4 separate regions of the Mus musculus genome follow, and regions 2, 3 and 4 are each linked to region 1. The links are chromatin contacts, called in public HiChIP or PLAC-seq and promoter capture Hi-C maps. All regions are on one chromosome and are shown on one strand. The core of a region is the stretch at or near the end of the contact, and the rest is flanking DNA. Distances in the headings are between cores, read along the strand shown.

What was found. Promoter capture Hi-C pulls out the DNA fragments that hold promoters and counts their contacts. HiChIP or PLAC-seq counts read pairs in DNA pulled down with a chosen protein or histone mark. Capture Hi-C pulls out chosen DNA fragments and counts their contacts.
Region 2: an H3K4me3 HiChIP or PLAC-seq map of embryonic basal ganglia shows a contact between it and region 1, with 2.6 times the contacts expected there. The contact joins the enhancer-like site here to the promoter of Mxra7 in region 1. A contact is called at or near these places in 5 of 39 promoter capture datasets (cranial neural crest, embryonic stem cells, hippocampal neurons and 2 more), 1 of 15 datasets of contacts at CTCF or cohesin (embryonic stem cells), 25 of 484 Hi-C or Micro-C datasets (B cells, the G1E-ER4 cell line, LSK cells and 13 more), 10 of 115 datasets of contacts at active chromatin or transcription factors (astrocytes, differentiating embryonic stem cells, embryonic basal ganglia and 6 more) and 3 of 9 other capture datasets (adipose tissue, embryonic stem cells and pancreatic islet).
Region 3: a contact with region 1 is called in a promoter capture Hi-C map of liver. The contact joins the promoter of St6galnac2 here to the promoter of Mxra7 in region 1. A contact is called at or near these places in 4 of 39 promoter capture datasets (the C10 cell line, cranial neural crest, hematopoietic stem and progenitor cells and 1 more), 1 of 15 datasets of contacts at CTCF or cohesin (the NIH/3T3 cell line), 22 of 484 Hi-C or Micro-C datasets (3T3-L1-derived adipocytes, the G1E-ER4 cell line, bone marrow-derived dendritic cells and 11 more), 14 of 115 datasets of contacts at active chromatin or transcription factors (acute myeloid leukemia, craniofacial prominence, embryonic hindbrain and 8 more) and 4 of 9 other capture datasets (adipose tissue, embryonic stem cells, liver and 1 more).
Region 4: a promoter capture Hi-C map of embryonic stem cells shows a contact between it and region 1, with 2.7 times the contacts expected there. The contact joins the promoter of Prcd here to the promoter of Mxra7 in region 1. A contact is called at or near these places in 18 of 39 promoter capture datasets (the 3T3-L1 cell line, the C10 cell line, the HPC-7 cell line and 11 more), 1 of 15 datasets of contacts at CTCF or cohesin (embryonic stem cells), 84 of 484 Hi-C or Micro-C datasets (the AML12 cell line, B cells, CD8 T cells and 57 more), 33 of 115 datasets of contacts at active chromatin or transcription factors (CD4 T cells, the HPC-7 cell line, the NIH/3T3 cell line and 23 more) and 5 of 9 other capture datasets (adipose tissue, embryonic stem cells, liver and 2 more).

The regions. Positions count from the first base shown.
Region 1 is chr11:116,826,747-116,829,446 of GRCm38.p6, forward strand. Mxra7 (matrix-remodelling associated 7) reads right to left here and starts at 1,300. Exons shown (of 4, transcript NM_026280.3): 1 at 983-1,300. The coding sequence starts at 1,252.
Region 2 is chr11:117,058,669-117,061,368 of GRCm38.p6, forward strand. No RefSeq gene overlaps it. Among named protein-coding and RNA genes, the nearest start is that of Snhg20, 17 kb to the right of the region's middle. Within about 2 kb of position 1,438, at least 48 of the 459 cell types and tissues checked have an H3K27ac peak or open chromatin away from gene starts, as enhancers often do. A contact at or near this core is called in the G1E-ER4 cell line, the N1E-115 cell line, cerebellum and 6 more, where this site is marked.
Region 3 is chr11:116,693,122-116,695,992 of GRCm38.p6, forward strand. It overlaps St6galnac2 (ST6 (alpha-N-acetyl-neuraminyl-2,3-beta-galactosyl-1,3)-N-acetylgalactosaminide alpha-2,6-sialyltransferase 2), which reads right to left and starts at 1,539. Exons shown (of 9, transcript NM_009180.3): 1 at 1,316-1,539. The coding sequence starts at 1,437.
Region 4 is chr11:116,655,771-116,658,503 of GRCm38.p6, forward strand. It overlaps Prcd (photoreceptor disc component), which reads left to right and starts at 1,338. Exons shown (of 5, transcript NM_001163318.1): 1 at 1,338-1,537; 2 at 1,768-1,836. The coding sequence starts at 1,467.

The sequences.
Region 1 (2,700 bases), core at 50-2,549:
ACTCAGCAGAGAAAGGCCTGAGCCCAGTCTCATTGCCGCCTCTCCTGTCCCAAGAGCTTCACTCCAGGGTAAACCATTGTATCCAGCAAGGGAAGGAGGCGGCTGCAGAGAGCCAACAGCTTGCCCACGGCGGCTAGCCCACGGCTTGCCCACAGCTTCCACTATGCTAGCCCACGGCTTCCTAACCATCCTGCCACCCAAGAACAAAGTATTGAAATCTGACCAGAGACCAGAGCATGTGGCCTGGCCTGGCACTGTGACATCCCAGTATCCCGGGCAAGCACGGATCCAATCTGCAAAGATGCATCTCAGAGACTGAACGCGTGAGGGGTACCCTGAAGACTGGTCAGCTGATAGCTCCTAGGAGGTGGGCAAGGTAGTTTGGGGGTATCAACTGCGATGGTCAGGGCCTCCTCTTGCACCTTTTGTTTCATATAAGCTGGGCTCATCCCAACGCAGGGGGTGGGGGGGTGAGGAGGTGTCAACGCCTACAAGCAGTTTGAAAGCTACAATACCATGGTCCCAGTAAGTGCCTTCCTCAGTCCCGTCCTTCCAGCCTCACAAAACGCCCACACTGACTCTGGAATCTGGATTCGAGTTGACCTAAAAGACAGGCAACTTCTCTTCTTGCACATCCCACCCCAAAGTACTGTGTTGTCAAGAGAGAGCTCACTTTAATTCAGACCTTGAAGTAGGACACGTGTTTGTGGATTTAGGCAAGGGTGGGCAGAAGCCAGGCAAGAGGAGGGTGCTGCAGGGCAGAGTGTCAAGGGCCTTGAAAGGCCCGGGACGGCCAGGACGGGGAGGAAGGGAGGACAGCTCCAAAGCAAGGCACTTGGAGGCACTTTGGGGGAGGATGGAGCGTCCCAGCCCCAGGAACCCTCCTTTCCTGCCGGCCACTAGCTCGGCCCTTCCTGGGCAGGTCCAGCCAGCAGGCTCGTAGGCGCCCTCCCGGGGACCCCACGGCGATCTCGGAGCGTACCTGCCTCCCCTCGGCCGCTGGCTCCTCCGCCTCGGACTCCTCCGGCTCCGCCACGCGCTCGGACTGGCTCGGTCCCTCCGGTGCAGGCTCCGGGGCGCAAGACTCTGGAGGTTCAGGCGGCGCAGGAGCCCCGGGGGCCTCGTCCGAGGCGGTGCTCTCCGGGGCCGGGACCCGGGCCGCCCCACGCCGCAGCAGCAGCCAGGCGAGCAGCAGCGCCAGCGCCGTGACCAGCGCGGGTAGCGCGGCCAGCAGCTCGACCGGCGACTCCATCGCGCCGTGGCCGCCGAGTGGCCGCCAGCCCGGACCCCGAGGGAACCCGCCGCGCCCCGCCGCCAGGCCACGCCCAGGGGCGGAGTTTCGTCAAGCCCACGCCCCTCGCGCCCTGGAGTGATTCGGAGTTCGGACCTTGGGAGGCGCTGAAAAGCTCGCTCTGGGGCACCATCTCAGCTCAGGCTTCAGTGCATTTCTGCCCTACAGAAGTTCATTTAGAGATGGTAGTGCAAACAGAAGAGAGCATCAGATTTCGTTACGGATGGTTGTGAGCCACCATGTGGTTGCTGGGATTGGAACTCAGGACCTATGGAAGCGCTCTTAACCGCTGAGCCATCTCACCAGCCCTTCCAAAGAACTCTTAAGTTTCTACTAGGGACATGGTGGCTCTTGCCTTTGATAACAAATCCCAGAACTCCAGAGGCAGAGACGGATGGGTCTATGTGCGTTCAAATACAGCCTGCTTTACACAAGCAAGCCCCAGGCTGTCTAGACTGCCTATGAGACATGGCGGAAAGAGATGAGAGGTTGGCAGCATGGCCCGCAGTTGCAGCATTCACAAGTTTCCGTTAACCACCACTGAGAAGAGACACATCCCCTCCAGCCCAGAGGCTGTGGGGATAGGATTGGGCTCTTCCTGCTGCTGGCTGGAGCTCACAGCTGTGAAGATGGTGTTAAGAAGGCTGGTTTTGTTTTTCTGTATCTTTCCCACTGCTCTCTCTATTGGTTAAAGTGTAAAACACACTGTAGCAACTGTCTACCTCCCTAGCACACCCCATCCGCCTTTTAGTTACTTTGAATAAATACAGGGCAAAGTTTGTCAGAAACAAAGAACAACAGAAAGCAACTGGGCTTAACAGGTGCCTGTAACCCCAGCATTCAGGAGGTGGAGGTAGAATTCATTCAAAGCCTGTCAGGGTTACATAGTGAGTCCCGTTTCAGCCTGAGCTACATGAGACCCTGTCTCAAAAGAACAGAAAGGGGTTGGGCTTCCCAGCTATTTAGAAAGCCCAGTAGACCAACCTGAGCAGTCTCAGCTCACACAACAAAACGGGGCTCCAGCTTTGGCTAGATGCTAGACCAGAGTTGTTTTGTTCTTGACATGTGGCAGAGGGGAAGGAATCCTAAGCCTACCAACATACTTACACATACAATGGTAAGTGCTCTACCACGGTAGGAGCCACATCCTACCAGGGAGAGTGACTATCTTACTGGGAAGAAACAGCACCATCTCACTTGTGAGCTCCAGCCATGACAGGAGGATCCCCTGTCAGCAGCGGGAAGGGCCCAATCCTATAACCACAGCCTCTGGGCTTAAGGGGGGATGTGTCTCCTCTTAGTGGTAGTTGATGAGAAAAACTCAACTATACAAAAAAGGCTTTGTCTCTAGGCTCCTGGCTTCTGACCCCTACAGGCCATGCAACGTATATGAGCCTTATTTTAGTCTA
Region 2 (2,700 bases), core at 188-2,687, 230 kb after region 1:
ACCTTTGAAGGATGTGTGCCTTTAATCACCACACGGAGCTCCTTAATTACCCACCCCAGAAAGACAGTGACGTCCCTGATACATGCAGGACACATCCCAGGGCCAGTCCCCAGACACCTGACATCTCTGCTGGACTCATGGCTCCCCCATGGGGATCTCTGGTGGACTCATGCTTCAGTTTGTTGTGGGGACCTTAGAAGAGGGGTAGACATTGTTTACAGTTCCCCAAGGAAAGAATTCTCACAGGAGAGCTGAGGGCTCCGTAGAGGATTGTAACTATCTCTACCACCTCATCCTTGCTGAGCTAAGCAGGGGAAACTGAGGCAGCCTCCTCCTCCCTCCAGCCCACCAGCTCTTTAGTGGCTGTTTCAGTGTCCTATGGCTATCATAGCTAAGTCTCACAATTGAGATTAAACAATGGATACTGATTTTTCTCAGGATTCTGGAGGCCAGAAGTCCAAAGCTGGGGTCTGGGCAGGGCCTAGTTCTTTTTGAGTCCACTTTCCTTGGCTTGCAGGTAGCTGTCTTCTCCTTGTGTCTCTTCAGATCGTTTTCCCTGTGTGCCTGCGTCTGCACTTCCTCTCTTTCGTGCGCATGTGTAGTCATCTGTGTGCCTCTCTCACTAGTCTGGACTCTCCAAGTTGGGCTAGGCTGCCTGGCAGCAAGCCTGGAGGTCCACGTCCCCCTCCCGTCAGGATTAGAAGTGTGCAGGGCCGCTATCTTTTTTACACAGCTGCCATCTTTTTTACACAGGTTCTGGGGACTGAACTCAGGCCAGCATTTTCCTGACTGAGCCACCCTCCCCAGACCTACGGCCTTCCTGCTAAGAACACCAGTCATGGGATGAGACCCTAAGACATCTTCAGTTGATCACCTCTGTAGAGACTCCGCCCCCAGGGCTGAAGAGGTGATTAAGAGCATGCAGGAGATCTGAGGTCAGTTCCAGCTCATGAGCCCTATACTACAGCTCTAGGGATACCCAGTCCACACACCCACGACGAGTACACACATAATAAAAAAATAAAATAAATCTTATTTTATGCCGGGCGTGGTGGTGCACGCCTTTAATCCCAGCACTCGGGAGGCAGAGGCAGCCGGATTCCTGAGTTCGAGGCCAGCCTGGTCTACAAAGTGAATTCCAGGACAGCCATGGCTACACAGAGAAACCCTGCTTCGAAACCAAAAAAAAAAAAAAAAAAAAAAAATTATTTTATAGCCCCTGTTTCTAAATGAGGTCACACACAGTTCAGGGTCCTAGCAGTCAGGACTCCAACCTATGCATGTTGAGTAGGAGCGGACACATTAGCTTATACCGTTAGTGACATCTTTTCCCTAAAGCCAGAAGGTGCTGTTGGAGCTGCCTCCCTCTGTCACTGCACAAGGCTCTCTGGAACCACCGAACTGGGAGAACGATGCACCCTAGCAGCCAAGTGGCTTGGAAAACGCATTTAGGCTCAAACAAAAGGCACCAATTGAACAAAGCCAGCAAGACACAGCACTAATTAGCAGCCACACTTTGTTTCTCCCCCCATCCAGCTGCCTCTGGAATCAGAAAACAACCATTCGAGTGAAAGCCATGAAATTAAAATGCTTTTTAAAAAAACGGGCTAATGTTCTGCGGGACCGTGTTTCCAAGACAGCCTTTGTTCCGTCTTCCGGGCTTTCTCATCAGCAGAAAACACTGTCTTGGATTGACAGGGGCAGGAGAAGATAAGAAGCCAGCCGCGGCCCTGAACACATCTCTGGCAATTTTCTCTTCTATCTTATCGAAACCTCCAAGACACGTTATTTTCATCTGACGTGTGGTTCCAATTTGAGGAAGAAAGGAACCTTTTATCCCTTCCATCCCCACATCTTTTTTTTTTCCTCCCTCCCTCTCCCAAGTCCCGAGGGAAGCTTTGGGGGATGAACATTCTACCACTTGCCAGGGCTTTGGAATCCCAAACTCCTGCCAACAGTGGTGTGGGGACTGATAATCCTCTTTCAACCTGGAACGTCCAAGGTGTTACTATAGTGCACACCGGTGTGCCGTGTGTGGGACCATCACAGCTTGATGGCAAGCAGGTGCGGAGACTCTGCCACCCACTTTCACCCTTCACTTCCGGGTGGACAGCGGGGGGGGGGGGGGGGGGGTGGCAAGAGCATTTAACCTCTGAGCAGCTGCCCTGTTCTATCTCAGGCTCTGCAGGCCACCTGGCGCTAAGGCTCAGCGGGCAAAGACTTAGTGGGCAAAGATCAATGTCTTTTTCAGGCTGCCTCCGGAGCTGTGATTAAAAAGCCCTTTCAAGGTGACGATTGATAGCCCTAAGGCTAGACTGTCCTGCCCCTACTGGAGGACCTCTGGCAGGCAATCAGACATATGACAGTGGTTCTCAGGGACAGTCTAAACCACTGGGACAGCAGAGGTCCCCCAGGCTATTTGGGCAAAGAAGAGGAAAGTTTTTTGGGTGACACAGCATATACCTTGGGGGGAACAGTGACTGTGTCTTGCTATCATTCTGTTTTCTTTTGTTTTTTTTGGTTTTTTTTTTTTTTTTTTTTTTTTTTTTTTTTTTTTTGAGACAGGGTTTCTCTGTATAGCCCAGGCTATCCTGGAACTCACTTTGTAGACCAGGCTGGCCTCAAACTCAGAAATCCGCCTGCCTCTGCCTCCCGAGTGCTGGGATTAAAGGCGTGCGCCACCACGCCCGGTTTATCATC
Region 3 (2,871 bases), core at 289-2,788, 130 kb before region 1:
TTGGGGCTTTTACCCCTTTCACAAAGAACTACAGTCAACTTCAGAACACTGAGAGCGGCAGAGGCAGTCTTCCACAGGAGAGGGCACGCCAGCTGGCTATCCAATACCAAGTGGTCAGCCCTGAAAGCATATGTACAAACTACATTATACAGACTGAGCAGGCTATATTTAGGAATATATATGTATATATATATATATATATATATACACACACATATATATACACACATACATACATATATGTGTGTGTATGTATATGTGTATATATTATGTATTCACATATACATATATGCATTATATATGTGTGTATATACATATATGTACATATATACATATGCATGTAACAACAATTAAAAATTTAAAAGGGGGCCAGCAATTTGAAACATCAAGGAGGAGTATATAGGAGACTTCAGAGGGAGGAAAAGAAAAGGGGCTACCAAGTACTTATGACCTCAAAAATAAAAGAAATAATAGCGATATTGTTTAAAAAGGAAAAGCTCTGATGAGGTGTGATCCAACTGTAACCGACCTCCCGTGTGAAGTCATGTTAGGCCCTTTCTAGGATGTTGCCAGCCTCAGCGCTGCCAGCTAAGGGGACCAGACTCAGTGGTTTGTTATTTTGCGACTGATGTGTGTCCTTCAGCCAGACACTAGATACCCACTTGTTCTCATCCCATCAAGGCTTGCTCAGGAGTGTGCAGAAGCTGCGTGCTGCGCTGTGCGTTTTTCCGGACCCCCTCGCCCAAGCCCAGATTCTAGGTATGGCTTAGGTCACCTCCCCGAAATAAAGCTAAACCCTCTCGAGGCTCCTTCAGTGAGCCAGGTGGAGGCTCAAAACAAGTTCTGTGTGTTTCCAGACGGAGTTTGCATTTCCCCAGGGCCATGCCCAGATGGAGCTTATCAAGCTAACTACTCAAACAAATAATAGATCCAGGTAAAAGGGAGCCAGGTGCAGGTAGGCCTGAGCTCAGAGTCCAGAGTGAGGAGTGAGCCAAGCAGTAGGAGACTGGCCACCTGAAGAGAAGGACAAAGTTGAAAAACAGGGGACTTGAGTCCCCACCCTAAAAGTGGATCCAGGAAGAAAGTGGCAACAGGGAGCTTCCCAATTAGGCCTGGACGGAATTCACCAAAAACGCCAGGGTCGCCAGCGTGCTCCGGACCGAGCAAAGGCCCCAGGGTCCGGGAGGCAGCCTGAGATTAAGGCGGCAAAAGGCGCGTCGCCGCTTCGAGTCGCTCCAGGGTGTCCGCGGGCGTCCGGAGAGCTGGGAGCGCACGCCCTCCCCGCGCCCTGGGCGCAGCGCCCCGCAGCGCTTACCTGGCGGGAACCTGGGTCTCAGGGGACTGCTGCCCCGCCGAGGAGTACAGCATGAGGAGGATCCCAGAGCTGGTGGCAACGAGCAACAACATCCGAAAGAGCCAGCGGCGCGGGAGGTCCATGTGAGCCTGGCCGGGGTGCGCCCCGTCTGCCGCCCTGCTCACCGAGCCCCCGGCCGGAGAGGACCGTCCCAGTGGGACCCGCGGAGGCGGCGGCCCTGCTCTGCCCCGCCCTGCCCAGGGCGGGCTGCCGCGCGCCTCCGGGTCCTGCAGCTCCCCCCTGTGTCCTCGCCAGGCCTTAGGTCGCAGCAACTCCAGAGACTGAGCGTCTCTAAGGCCGTCGTGCAGCTGCGGATGGCTGGAGCCGCGAGCGCTGTTCCAGGGCTGTCCCCGGGGGACTTCGATGGCGGCTACCCCTGAGGCTGCTCTCCAACGAGAGCCACACCCCGGATGTACCTATTCCAGAGTCGGGCAGGGATGTACGGTTCTCACCGTCCAGGGCAAGCATGTGCAGTGAAGGGTGGGAAGGGCACGAGGAGACAAGGCTGTCTGCTGCCCTGATTGAGCACTGTGCGCTTAGGGATGTCCACCCCAGGTTTCTGGACCAGAAGCCGGTGGCTGGCAGCTGTGAAACAATCTGGCCGGCTCCCTCACAAGGACCGAGGACTTGATGGGTTAAGGCTCTTGTACCTTATGTACTTGCAGAAGAGTATATTCAAATAATGGAAGGAAACCCCTTAGCTTGGATTTGGGGTTAAAGGTGGAGGGTTCAGGTAGGGAGCCGCCGGCCGTGGGGTGCACTAAGGGGCTTAGGTTGTCATCTGTTTATTTGGTGACTACCCATTGAGATGGAGGACGTCACGCAGGGAGCCCGCGGTGATGGTTGTTACCTCTCTGTTTGGCAACACGCAGAAAAGCCAGGCCTCTCCATGCGCTGCTCAGACTTGGCCTGAGAGGCGGAGAGACTGGGAGAGGTGGAGCATCAACATCGCCCGGGGCTGGGGAAACTGGCCTGCTCTTTGGAAGCAGAGCCCTTTCTGTCTGTGAGCCATCGGTGGTGTGTTCTTCAGTATAGTCTGGGAGAGTGGACCTCGGCTCCCCAAGCTTTAATCTGGTCTGATAGCTGAGAAAATTGGGGTTCACGAATTGGTATCTGCCCAGTGTCAGACCCTGGGTCTGTGGATAAGAGCAGCTTCTTCAGTCTGCGACCCAGTCTTGTGTGGGCCAGGACGGAGTCCCTGGAGTGTAGCCAATCAAATCAATCCTGCCCTTTGTTCCCGAGCTGAAAGTGTCGTGGTGCTAATGGCCACAGCTAAGAATTTGTGCTTTCACGTTTTGTTTTATTCTCCATGTCCATACACTTGTTGATGTGCAGGCACACGTAATTTGTAGAAGATCTCGTTCTCTCCTTCTACCAAGTTTGTCCCAGGAATTGAACTCGGGACCTTGGGCTTTATCTGCTGAGCCATTTTGATGGCCCCTGATTTCCAGTTTTTCCTTTCAATCTTTGCGCTCTTCCTTTGTCAAAATTGCTGTTACTTAACCCTGTACAGTTTC
Region 4 (2,733 bases), core at 88-2,587, 170 kb before region 1:
CTCCTGGCCAGGAGACATTACCTCCCACCTTGTTTAGGAAGGAAAACTGAAGGTCCTGGAGAGGTGATGGCCCAGGTGGGTTTAGGTCCCAGCATCACTCAGCCCTTGTCTCAGCCCTGTGTTGCTGACTCAAGCCCTACTGCCCAAGGCAGCTAGTTGCCCAGGAGGTCCAGGTGGGATGTGCAAAGAGTATTTCTATCGATTCTCAACTTCTCCTCTGACTGTTGTATCTCCATAACATAGGATTATATTGGTACAGTAGTCTAGTATATAATTGATAAGCTTATAATTTGTATCTAAATTACATAAGATTGTTATATAAGATAGAATTTATAGTTCTGTCTGTGTGCACACCTCGACTCTGCCTTTTACTGCAAAGGGAGTGTAATTAGGAAAGCTCAGAAGGTGCAGGGGAGGCCTGGTGCACGCGCACGCATGCACACACACACACACACACACACACACACACACGCACACACACACGCACACACACATGTGCACGCACACACTCTCACACACATGCACATACTCTCACACACACGCACACACGTGCTCGAGCACACACACACACACACTCACACACACACACACACACACACACACACACACACACACACGCTCTACTCTCTGGTCCTCCTGGTCCCATCATCCATCTCTTCTCCTCTCTGCCATTCTCTCCTGCCTTGGCTGCGACAGTGCAACTCCCCTGCCTCGCAGCCTCGGTCCCTGAAGACTGGCAAGCTTTCATGTCAGCAGCCCGGCAGAGTTGGCTGAGGGCCCGTCCTTCTCTGGCACCTGCACGTTCAGACACCTCCTGTGATAGCTCACTCTTTCTCTCCCGTATGGGAGACTGAACTTAGGGCCTTGGAACCCCAGGCAAGTACTCTGCTACAGAGTTATCGCCTCAGAGCTCTTTGAGACACTCTCATTAGGTTTCCCAGGCTGGCCTCAGAGCTCTCTGGAGCTCAGCCAGGCTTTGAACTTGAGGTGCTCCTCCCCTCCCCAGTGGCTTACAGGTCTTTGTCACCGGGCCAAGGCCCCAGATCCTCTTTGAAGCTATCCTTGATGCTTCTAAGTCCTCAAGTGCTCTGCAGGTACATTTAACAGTGTATGGAAGTAGCTCACTTAGCTCGATTGCACTACGTGCCTTGATGCCAAAGCCCGGATAGTAGTGAATGTTCTGGGTAGAACATTCTGGAGGGGCACTCAGGGTTACCTGGCATGCCTTGAAGGAGGCTGACTTACTCTGCCACTAGAGGGGAGATCTTGGGCCTGGTGAGTTTAATCTCTCTTCACAAGGTCAGGTCTGCCCACTCCACTAATCAGCTTGAACGTCCTAATCCCTTCCCAGGAACTTCAGGAAACACAGCGGTGGCTTGGGAGAGGTAGGCTGGCCATTGTGGCTCCCCGGCCCTGTGGCCTTCTTCAGCGGAGTTGGTCGTCGGTGGGGATGGGGCAGCTGAGCCATGTGCACCACCCTCTTCCTGTTCAGCTTGGCCATGCTGTGGCGCCGTAGATTTACCAACCGAGTGGAACCGTGAGAAACTGATGGGGCTGTGGATTGGGGTCGTGGGTGGGAGGGACCACCAGGGAGAGTTACAGACAAGCTGGTCTGGAAAGGAATTCAAAGGACACCCTGGAGGGGTCCCTCTTGGAGCTAGTGGTGTGGGTTGGAGCAGCCAGTGCTGTGCTGCTGGACTGTGGTAAAGGGGTGGGGCAGGGGCTGAGCACTGCCTACAGGTTCTCTTGCCTGCTCTTCCCTTCCAGAGAGCCCAGCAGAGTGGACGGGACAGTCGTGGGCAGCGGCTCAGACACAGACCTTCAATCTACCGGCAGGTGAAAGAGAGTCAGGAGTGGGGAAAGTAGTGCTAAGGAAACTATTGGTGTGTGCGCCTGTGTTTGTGTGCGCATGCGCGCACAGGCACTCAAATACCGAGTTCTAGCCCTAGCCCTAGCCCTCACCAGTCACTCCTTGTGTAGTGGGCAGGTTAGGTGGCAGAGGGAGTCCTTGCTCCTCTTTTCTGAACCAATGCTGTGTGGCTTTGCTTCTGTGATGTGAGTGTGGGGCAGTCCCCAGGAGGACCTTCTGTTGGAGGAGCAGGGAGCAGAGGGAGGAGGCAGGAGCCACTCTGGGTCGATTTGCTGCTCTCTTGTCCTTGGCCCTCCTCCTCCTCCTTCCTCTGCCACGGACGGGCTCTGCAGCTCCGTTGCCTGAACCTCCAGCAGGATTCGCTGTCCAGTCCCCAATAGAAGGCGCAGGAGGTGCATGACGTCATCGACACTAAGTGTCATTGGCTGGGCTGCCCCTGCGGGCAGGACGCTGTCTCCAATGGCCTGAAAGTTAACTCTTCCTTAGGTTGCAGCCATGTGGCCTTTGGGGAGGCAAAGTTGTGCATTCTTCCTGACTTTTCCTTCCCTGGTTTTCCAGAGTCTCCACGCCCGTCAAGACACTACAAAAGTGTCAATTTAGTACCTATGTGTAAGGTTATGTCCCGTGGACTCCCTAGCATGGGCAGGATCCCAAGATCAACTCTCACTTTTAGTGAAAACAAAGGGCAAAAAAGATCTCCCGGGCCTTCAGGATTTGGGGCCCACAGGAGGAGGGTGTCCTTACTAACTTGGCTCAAGTCAGTGTGGGCGGGTAAACACATACCATGCCCCCTAAAGCTGGAGTTGTGGACAACAGCTGCACAGCTGCGGAAGCACAGTGGAACTGGGAACTCGTGCTAGCTG